Linked DNA regions of Mus musculus: region 1 is linked to region 2. The links are chromatin contacts, called in public targeted proximity ligation maps. All regions are on one chromosome and are shown on one strand. The core of a region is the stretch at or near the end of the contact, and the rest is flanking DNA. Distances in the headings are between cores, read along the strand shown. Region 1 has its middle 4.1 kb from the start of Gm41806. Region 2 has its middle 35 kb from the start of Scgb1a1.

Region 1 (4,252 bases), core at 564-3,063, 910 kb after region 2:
AGCTCAGCCTCTCCTGGCTCAGCAGTCTCCTGCTTTCACTCTGCTCAGTCTCCTTTCTGTGATGTCTTTTCTTCTTCAGCCCTATTCAATCTTTTCTTTTCCTGCACCAACCGTCTTCTCTGATGCTACTCTTCTGCCACCTGGACCTTACGCCTCCTCTCAGCCTCTGCTGGTTGTTTATATCCTCTCCTGTTCCCAGAAGTCCCCGAAGGTCAAAGGATCAAAGAGTTCTCTTAAAGAGCCAGTAGACTAGCAACTGGGGATCCTTTAGCCGATAAGGCACACAAGATAAGTCCTACCACAGAGGCTGAGGTTATGGACCCTTATGTCATGTAAGCATTACTCTCCACCTTACAAATTGAGGCAGGTTCTCTCTGAACCAGGAGCTTGGCAATTTGGCTACTTAGCCAGCTCACTTCAGAAATTTTCTGCCTCTGTCTTCCGGGTGCTGGGATTACAAACAATCTGTCCCACCCACTCTTTACATAGGTGCTAAGAATTTGAACTCAGTCCCCACACTTGTGTGGCCATCATTTGACACATTGAGTCATCTCCTTAGCACCCAAATAAATAAATAAATTTTAAAAGCCTTACTTACACCCTCTAAAAAGACCTAGAGTTTTTGAGTAACACAAATAACATATATGCATCCAGTGCTCCTTGGTGGTCTTTAAATGCCGCTTTAAATGGAATGGAATGGAATGGTCCTATCAACAACAAAGCCTTTTTCTCTTTATAAGTTAATTGCCTTGCATCCTTCATTATAGTAATGACAGTTGACTGTTGTGGATACTAGAAAACCACCTTACTTAGAAAATAAGGGGAGGGGAGTCGAGCCCTTACACTCTCTTCTCCTCTGTGTCTTCTGTGTCCCTGTGCATTGGAGGGATGACAATGCAAAAACTCAAGTATCCACTGTCACTTAGCAAAGGGTGAAGGTAGGGATGTTAGCAGGAGAATGGAGAGCAAGAGATCTGCCTGCCCCAGAGCTGGCAGCTGCCCATGGAAACCAGAGTCTGAAGAAAGGGCAAACCTTTGATGGATAGAAAGGAACAGTTGGGGGGACTGGGAAGATGACTTGGTGGGAAGGAGCACTTGCCGTGCTAGCATAAGACCCTGAGTATGAACTCCAACACTAGTGTAAAAGCTGAGAATGGCCCTGTATTCCTGTAACCCCAGCATTTGCAGGACAGAGATAGGCAGATCCTAGGAGCTCATTGCCTGGCCTGCCTAGGTGAAACTGTGAGCTTTAGGTTCAGAGAGAGACCCTGTCTCACATGCTCAGAGTTGTATCCTACCACCACCACCACCACCACCACCACATGCATACATCTCCACAGCTTTTGTTTGTTTGTTTCTTGAGACAGAGTTTCAACAGCCCTAACTGTCCTGGAACTAACTCTGTAGACCAGGCTGGCTTCAAACTCAGAGATCCATCTACCTCTGCCTCCCAAGTGCTGGGATTAAAGGCATGCACAAGCATGCTCAGCCAGAATTAAAAAAAAAAAAAAAATGAAACAATGTACGGTTTTAAGATAGAAAGACTTAAAGAAAGTGACAGAGGTATAGCCACACTGGACCTGTGGGACACAGCAGGGACTGATGTGGATAACTTAAGGGACTCATGAGACCTGAAAAAAGGATGCCCAGGAATGAGACCTCATGTGCCTGCTCTGCCACCTGTCAGACATCTGTGCCTGGACTCAGTGGTAGCTGCTGGGAGAGTTGCTGGGTAGCAACTGTCAGAAGAGTGAGGTCAGCTGTGGAGCTGGCAGCATGGGGAAGTGGGGCATCTGGGGCAAGGCAGGACAGGGCAGGGCAGGGCAGAGCAGGGCAGGGCATCTTAACAGACTCCCTAATGACCTGGCCCCAGCTGGTTATAGATGTCCTGCGTGTTTGGAATTTGCCCTAACCACTTCTGGATGGTGCTTTATCAGACTCCATTTGTGGTGGCTAATTGCTGTTTTCTGGCTCAGAGGTTACACCAGGGAGATCCACAGCCTGGATCCACAGCAACACTGGCACCAAGCAGGTGTGTCAGGCAAGGTGGTTATTAAACCATTTGCAAAGAATGTGTGTTAGATGGGGCTGGGAGATCCCGAAGGCAACTGGAGGCTTGCTTGTCATTGTTCCCAGATGGCACAGCACAGTTCACTAGCAGACATATACTGAATGACTACCTTGTTAAATCATTCCTTTTCAGTCCTTCTCCTTCATGCTATTAAGAGATCCAGTAAACATGAAGTGGGTGAGGCTGCTGGCTGCAGAGCCTGGTGGGTTGTTTTTTTTTTTTTTTTTTTTTTTTTTACTGTGAACTTGGTTTTCCATTTTTGTTTCTCAAGTACAAAGAACAGGCTAAAAGAATGGTATGAAAGCTGCTACAGGAAATAAGCTAAACTAGGAACAGAGAAATTTCTTACCAAGTATAACACACTGTGAATAATTGCATGGGTTGTACTTTCAGATAAATGTCAGTGCAGTACCTCTGTTTCAGGGGCATCACCACACATGTGTAATAAGTAAGTGATCACCAGGTAATAGGAAAGCAGGCCCACTGTCAGATGAACGATCCTTCAGAGACCTAAGTATAATGCAGTATGCAGCACCATGTGTGCTGCCAAGTGACCGATGAACCACACCATTTACCTGGATCCATCTTTCTTGCCTCCCCTTTTTTCTCTCTCCTTCCCTCTGCAGCCCCCCCGACCCAGCCTTGCCTTGCTCAGGAAACAAAAGATTGGGAAACTGTCCCCCTTGTTCAGGCTTTTAGAAGCATGAAAAACACCCTGGCAGGCTTTGCAGGAATATAACAAAAAACAACTGGCTCAGGTTGTTCGGTTCAGGGTGGAAGCCAAGAAAACTCATTTCAGATACGGAATCTTAAAATTTTCTGAGCACTCAGGGAGGTGGCCAGTTCAGGATCTGAACTGTGTCCCAAAAGGAGATTATACATTTTTAAAGGCTGGGTTCTGAGTCCTGCATGACCTTGGGAGAGATGGTGGTATAATATGGTTTCCCACCCCCCGGAGCAGAGCCAGTAGGAAGTGGGCCTCCACAAGTGCTGAAGGTTGCTGGGCTTAAGGCTTGTTTAAATAATAATGTATATATTTCACTTCATGTTCTTTCTTCTGGAAATACTTTCCCTCCCAAGGTTAATGACTCCGTGATAATTAGAAATAGTGCGAGTCTGGGACCTGAGGGTGTGTGTGTTCCTCAGCAAAAATGGTAACTGCTGTGACCTTCAAGACAGCTCTTAAGGCTGTGGGAAAGAACTCTAAAAGTATAAGTTAAAAAAATATATAATTTCTCAACTATGCAAAATATGAATTCTATGAGGGGCTTCACAAACCTAAAAGAATAAAGGCAGGTGCACTTATAAGCCAGCTTGTCAGAAAGATACAGAGGCAGGCAGATTCCTGAGGCCAAGGTCAGCCTGGGATAAAACAAGTTTAGGCCCAGGAGTTGCCATGTTTTTTTGTTTTTGTTTTTGTTTTTTTTTTGTTTTTTTGTTTTTTTGTTTTTTTTTTTTAAAGATTTATTTATTTATTTATTTAAAGTACACTGTAGCTGTCCTCAGACACTCCAGAAGAGGGAGTCAGATCTCGTTACGGATGGTTGTGAGCCACCATGTGGTTGCTGGGATTTGAACTCCTGACCTTCGGAAGAGCAGTCGGGTGCTCTTACCCACTGAGCCATCTCACCAGCCCGTTTTTGTTTTTTTTTAATGTACTTGTTGCCTTTTCTAAAGATCAATGGGCTAAGGTTATAAAATGCTGATTCATGGAATAAACCGAAGGGAACCTGGGTGGATGATTGAACTGATATGCAAATAAAAGACTGAGTTTTCATCAGCTAAGCTATCTAGAGAACAGAAGCAGAACACAGAGCTGTCAGCTTGCACCCCACAATTGTCTTCGAGACCTTCTTTTACTGCTCCCAAACACCCCTTCCTCAGGAACCCCTCTCCAAGCTGAGGCTGATCCTTGCCAGATGGGAACATAAAGCAAGGGTGAGCTGGGGTGAGCTGCAAGGCTATCCCATTGTATTTTGACATTATGGGTTAAGCATGGGAGAACCTATCGGAGACTGGATTGTATCCAGGGCACCTGGCTTCAAAGTCCTTACTTCATTATCTTAGCCATTAGGTCTGGAGCTCAGAGTGATATGGGGACAAAGTAGCCGGTCCTTTGTATGTAGTTAATTAGGACATAACAGGCAATTGGGTTATATATTTTTATAACGTATGCATGTT
Region 2 (4,149 bases), core at 855-3,354:
TTTTTTTCAAAAGAGGCATCTTTTTAAAAAATTATTAATTATTCAGCTGGATGGTGATAACACACACCTTTAATCCCAGTACTCCCATCTTGGGGAAACTCTCTGAGTTTAAGGTCAGTTTAAGGACCTATGGAATGAGTTCTAGAACAGCCAGGCCTACACAGAGAAACCATGTCTCAAAAAGCAATACTTACTTACTAACTTACTTACTTACTTACTTTCTTACTTACTTACTGGTGTGTGTGTGTTTGTGTGTGTGAAGAATACATATGTGTATGTGTACAGAGCATGTGGCATCTGTTAGTAAGGGTGCAGGCATGGCACAGCATGCAGGTAGAGGTACAAGGGGAACGTGTAGGAGTCAGTTCCCTTTACCTTAGGTTCTAGAAATCAGACTTAGATCATCAGCACTTTCTTTTGTTGAGCCATTTCAGCCCCTCAAACTCACTTTTGTCTTCTCTTGAGACAGGCCTCTCTATGTAGCCCTGACTGGCCTGGAACTCTGTGTAGACAAGGCTGGACACAAACTCATAGAGATCTGCCTACCTCTGCCTCCTGAGTACTGGGAGTAAAGTCATCTTCCTCCACCCCTGGCTTTTCAGATCACTTTTTCTGAGGACCCTAGCAGTCATGTTCTGTATCTGATGCAACCCTCAGAAGAGCCCAGAGACAACAGGCGTGGTGGCGCACACCTTTAATCCCAGCACTTGGGAGGCAGTGGCAGGCGAATTTCTGAGTTCAAGGCCAGCCTGGTCTACAGAGTGAGTTCCAGGACAGCCAGGGCTATACAGAGAAACCCTGTCTCGAAAAACCAAAAAAAAAAAAAGAAGATCCCGGAGAAGGCAGTGTTGTGTCCATCTTACAGATCAGGAGAGTAAAGTCTGGGGGATTTAGTAACTGGCTGACATTAAACACTTCATTTATTTTTGTAATCAGGGTCTCATCTATTCCAGGTTGTGCTAGACCTCACTGTGTGACTAAGTCTGGGAATTACAGGTTCTGTTCAGAAAATGACACAAGCAATAAAGTGGTTCTTCTTTTTTTTTTAGCTGCTTTTTTTTTTTTTTTCCTTTCCCCAAGACAGGGTTTCTCTGTGTAGCCCTGGCTGTCCTGGAAGTCACTCTGTAGACCAGGCTGGTCTTGAACTCAGAAATCCGCCTGCCACTGCCTCCCAAGTGCTGGGATTAAAGGCGTGTGCCACCACTGCCTGGCGAATAAGTGGTTCTTACACATATGATGCATAAAAACTACCAGGGGGCTTGTGAAAAATATGGTGTTGTACCCCAACTCCCAAGGCTCTGATTTCCTCATAGCTTTAAAGAATTGAAGTAGAATGTACTTAACAAAAATTTCCAGTTTTAGTACCGATTTTCGAGACATGGTCTCTTGTAGTCCCCGGCTGGTCTCAGCTTGCTAGGTAGCCAGTATGACCTTGAACGTCAGAATCTCCTGTTCACTTCTACTTCCTATGGACTATTGAGGTTATAAGCATGTGCCATCATGGCTGTTTGGCACTGGGGAATCAAAGCCAGGGCCTCATGCATGCTAAGTAAGCACTCTATCAGGTAAGTTACACACACACATACACACACACACACACACACACACACACACACACACACACACACACCACATGTTTTAACCATTAAGTGTGCAGTGCTCTAGTTTAAATAAGCTCACATTCTGTACTGCTATCCATCTTTAGAACCTTTCCCCCTTTTCCTGCTAAAACTCAGACCCCTTGAACATCCCTGTTGAACACCACCTTCCCAGCCCCCCTGCCTGAGCCCCTGCAACCACCATTCTGTCCCTACATAGCTAACTATTTGAGTAACCTCAGAAGGTAAATTCAGAGTTTGCCTTTGTGTCTGGTTTATTTCACTGTCCGAGTATTTTAAACAAGGGCTTCTGGTCATCCTCATGCCAGGGTCTGGATCATTCTTTGAGAAATTATGGTAGCGGGTGGGAAGAGCGGGAGAGGAAGTGTGGTCCTGGCATAGGCATCAAGGGAGGGCTGAATTCATGCGGTTCTTGAGGGCTGGTATGAGTCAGAGCAGGCAGGAGGCAGGCCAACAGCCACAGAGAGGCCCTTGACAGGGTGGGGGAGGAGAGGCGGCTGGTGGCTGGTAGTTATTACTTAGAAGCAGCGAGGTTGATCTGTTATTATTTAGAGGGTGGTGGAGTTCAAAGTGGAGAGATATGAATGGTAGCTCACAAGATGGGGTAATGGAGATCCTAGAGGAGGATGGGGTTTGTGGTACCCAGGGAGGGCAACCAAAGTGGAGGTGCCTGGAGAACAGGGGCCTTACGGGGCAGTAGGAGGACAGTGTGGGAAGCTGGCCTAGGTGAGTCGGGTCAGAATGTGAAGTGAAAGCCTGCAGGGGAAGTATTTGAATAGGGCTGTATCCTCACTCTCCTCGCTGCTGTGGCAAATTCCTTGCAAAGGATACAAGGAAGGAAGAGCTTATTTTGGTTCACAGTTCTAGGCACAGTGATAGAGAAGTCATGGTGGCAGGCTATTGAGGCAGCTAGCCACATCGCATCCACACACAGATGGCATGGACTCACATCTATAATCCCAGCATCTGAGAGGTTGAAACGGGCCTTGCATGAGAGCCAGGCTAGCCTGGAGTTATAGGCTCTAATAAACAGACAGACATAGACAAGGAGGCATGGATCTGTAATACCAGAATTTGGGGGTTAGAGGCAGAAGGATCAAGAATTTGAAGTCAAATCTTTAACTATCAGAGAAATTTAAGTTAAAATCCCTTTTAGATCTCATCACGTACCAGTCAGAGTGGCTGTCATGAAGCAAACAAATGACAAGTGGGGGTGTGAAGAAAGGGAAAACTCTGTTTACTGCAATTGGGGGATGCAAAGTTGTGCAGCTATTGTGGAGATAGCACAATATTCTAAATCAACGAACAACCTAAAAATAAAACCACCAAATGACCCAGCTGCACTACTCCCTGGCATTTATTCAAAAGACTCTTAGTCAATATATCCCAATATCTACAGGCACATCGCTGTTCACTGCTGAGCTATCCACAATAGCCAGAAGATGGAAGGAGACTAGCTGCTAATTAACATATTAGTGGATAAAAGAAATGCAGTTTTATGTAGCCATAATGAAAAAAATGAAATTGTGACACTTGTAGGAAAAAACTGGAACTTGATAGCACGATGTTAAGCTAAATAAACCATGCATAGAACTAAAAAAAAAAAAAAAGAAAAGAAAAGAAAAAAAAGAATAAAAAGAATTTGAAGTCATCTTTGGGTACATGGTGAACTTCAGATTAGCCTAGTCTATATGAGACCTTGTCTCAAAATAAGAATAAGAATGAAAAGACAAAAACAAAACCAAAAAATGTGGGAGAGGTTCAGTGTGGGTGAGTGAGCTCCTGGCACTTGATTTTTGTTTTTATTTTTTGAGACAGGGCCCCACTATGTGAGCCCTGTCTATCTTCAAAAATGTGATCTTTGTACTTTGACCTCCTGAATGGTGGAATTATGGGTGTATGTGTGGATGCATGCCTGTGTACGTGTAACAGTATGTATGCATACATGCACACATGCACTTGTGTTTATATAGGTACACACATATGCTTGTGTATGTATACACATACAAAACACTCATATATACACAGAGGTTTACAAATGCATGTTTGTATGCATACACATGTATGTGGACTCACATCCATGTAAATGTGTGTATGAGAAGTGGGCTGTGGGAGGCTAGGATCCTACTGCAGCTGTCAGGGGTCAGAGCCAGCATCATGGAAATCATGGTTAAAATGATCTCAGCCTCAGTCTTAGACTAAAGTGGTTCAGGCAAATGGAAGTTACATAGTTAATAGTAAAAATGATATTGATTCTGTCGGTTAAAAATGACAATTTTCTCTTTGCTAAGAAGTTAGATGGAAGGTGCTTTCTTAATTTTATGAGGCCTTGTGGATATGGAGATAGATCTAGATTTTACTAATGTTTCCCTTCTCCAGAGGAGGAGCTTAGAGGAGCCTCAGATGGGGCTATTATAGGGTTTTCCAGATTCAGTGTCTGTCTGCTACTGCAGACATGATGTCTTTCTCTGCTGTCTCCTCATTCCCCAACATGCGGTTCACAGGAGGGTTTCCCCCTTTCACAAGGGGA

What was found.
Region 1: a targeted proximity ligation map of pancreatic cancer cells shows a contact between it and region 2. A contact is called at or near these places in 1 of 484 Hi-C or Micro-C datasets (the C2C12 cell line) and 2 of 130 datasets of targeted methods (bone marrow-derived dendritic cells and pancreatic cancer cells).

The regions. Positions count from the first base shown.
Region 1 is chr19:9,964,483-9,968,734 of GRCm38.p6, forward strand. No RefSeq gene overlaps it. Among named protein-coding and RNA genes, the nearest start is that of Gm41806, 4.1 kb to the right of the region's middle.
Region 2 is chr19:9,051,172-9,055,320 of GRCm38.p6, forward strand. It overlaps a transcript of Ahnak not described here. Among named protein-coding and RNA genes, the nearest start is that of Scgb1a1, 35 kb to the right of the region's middle.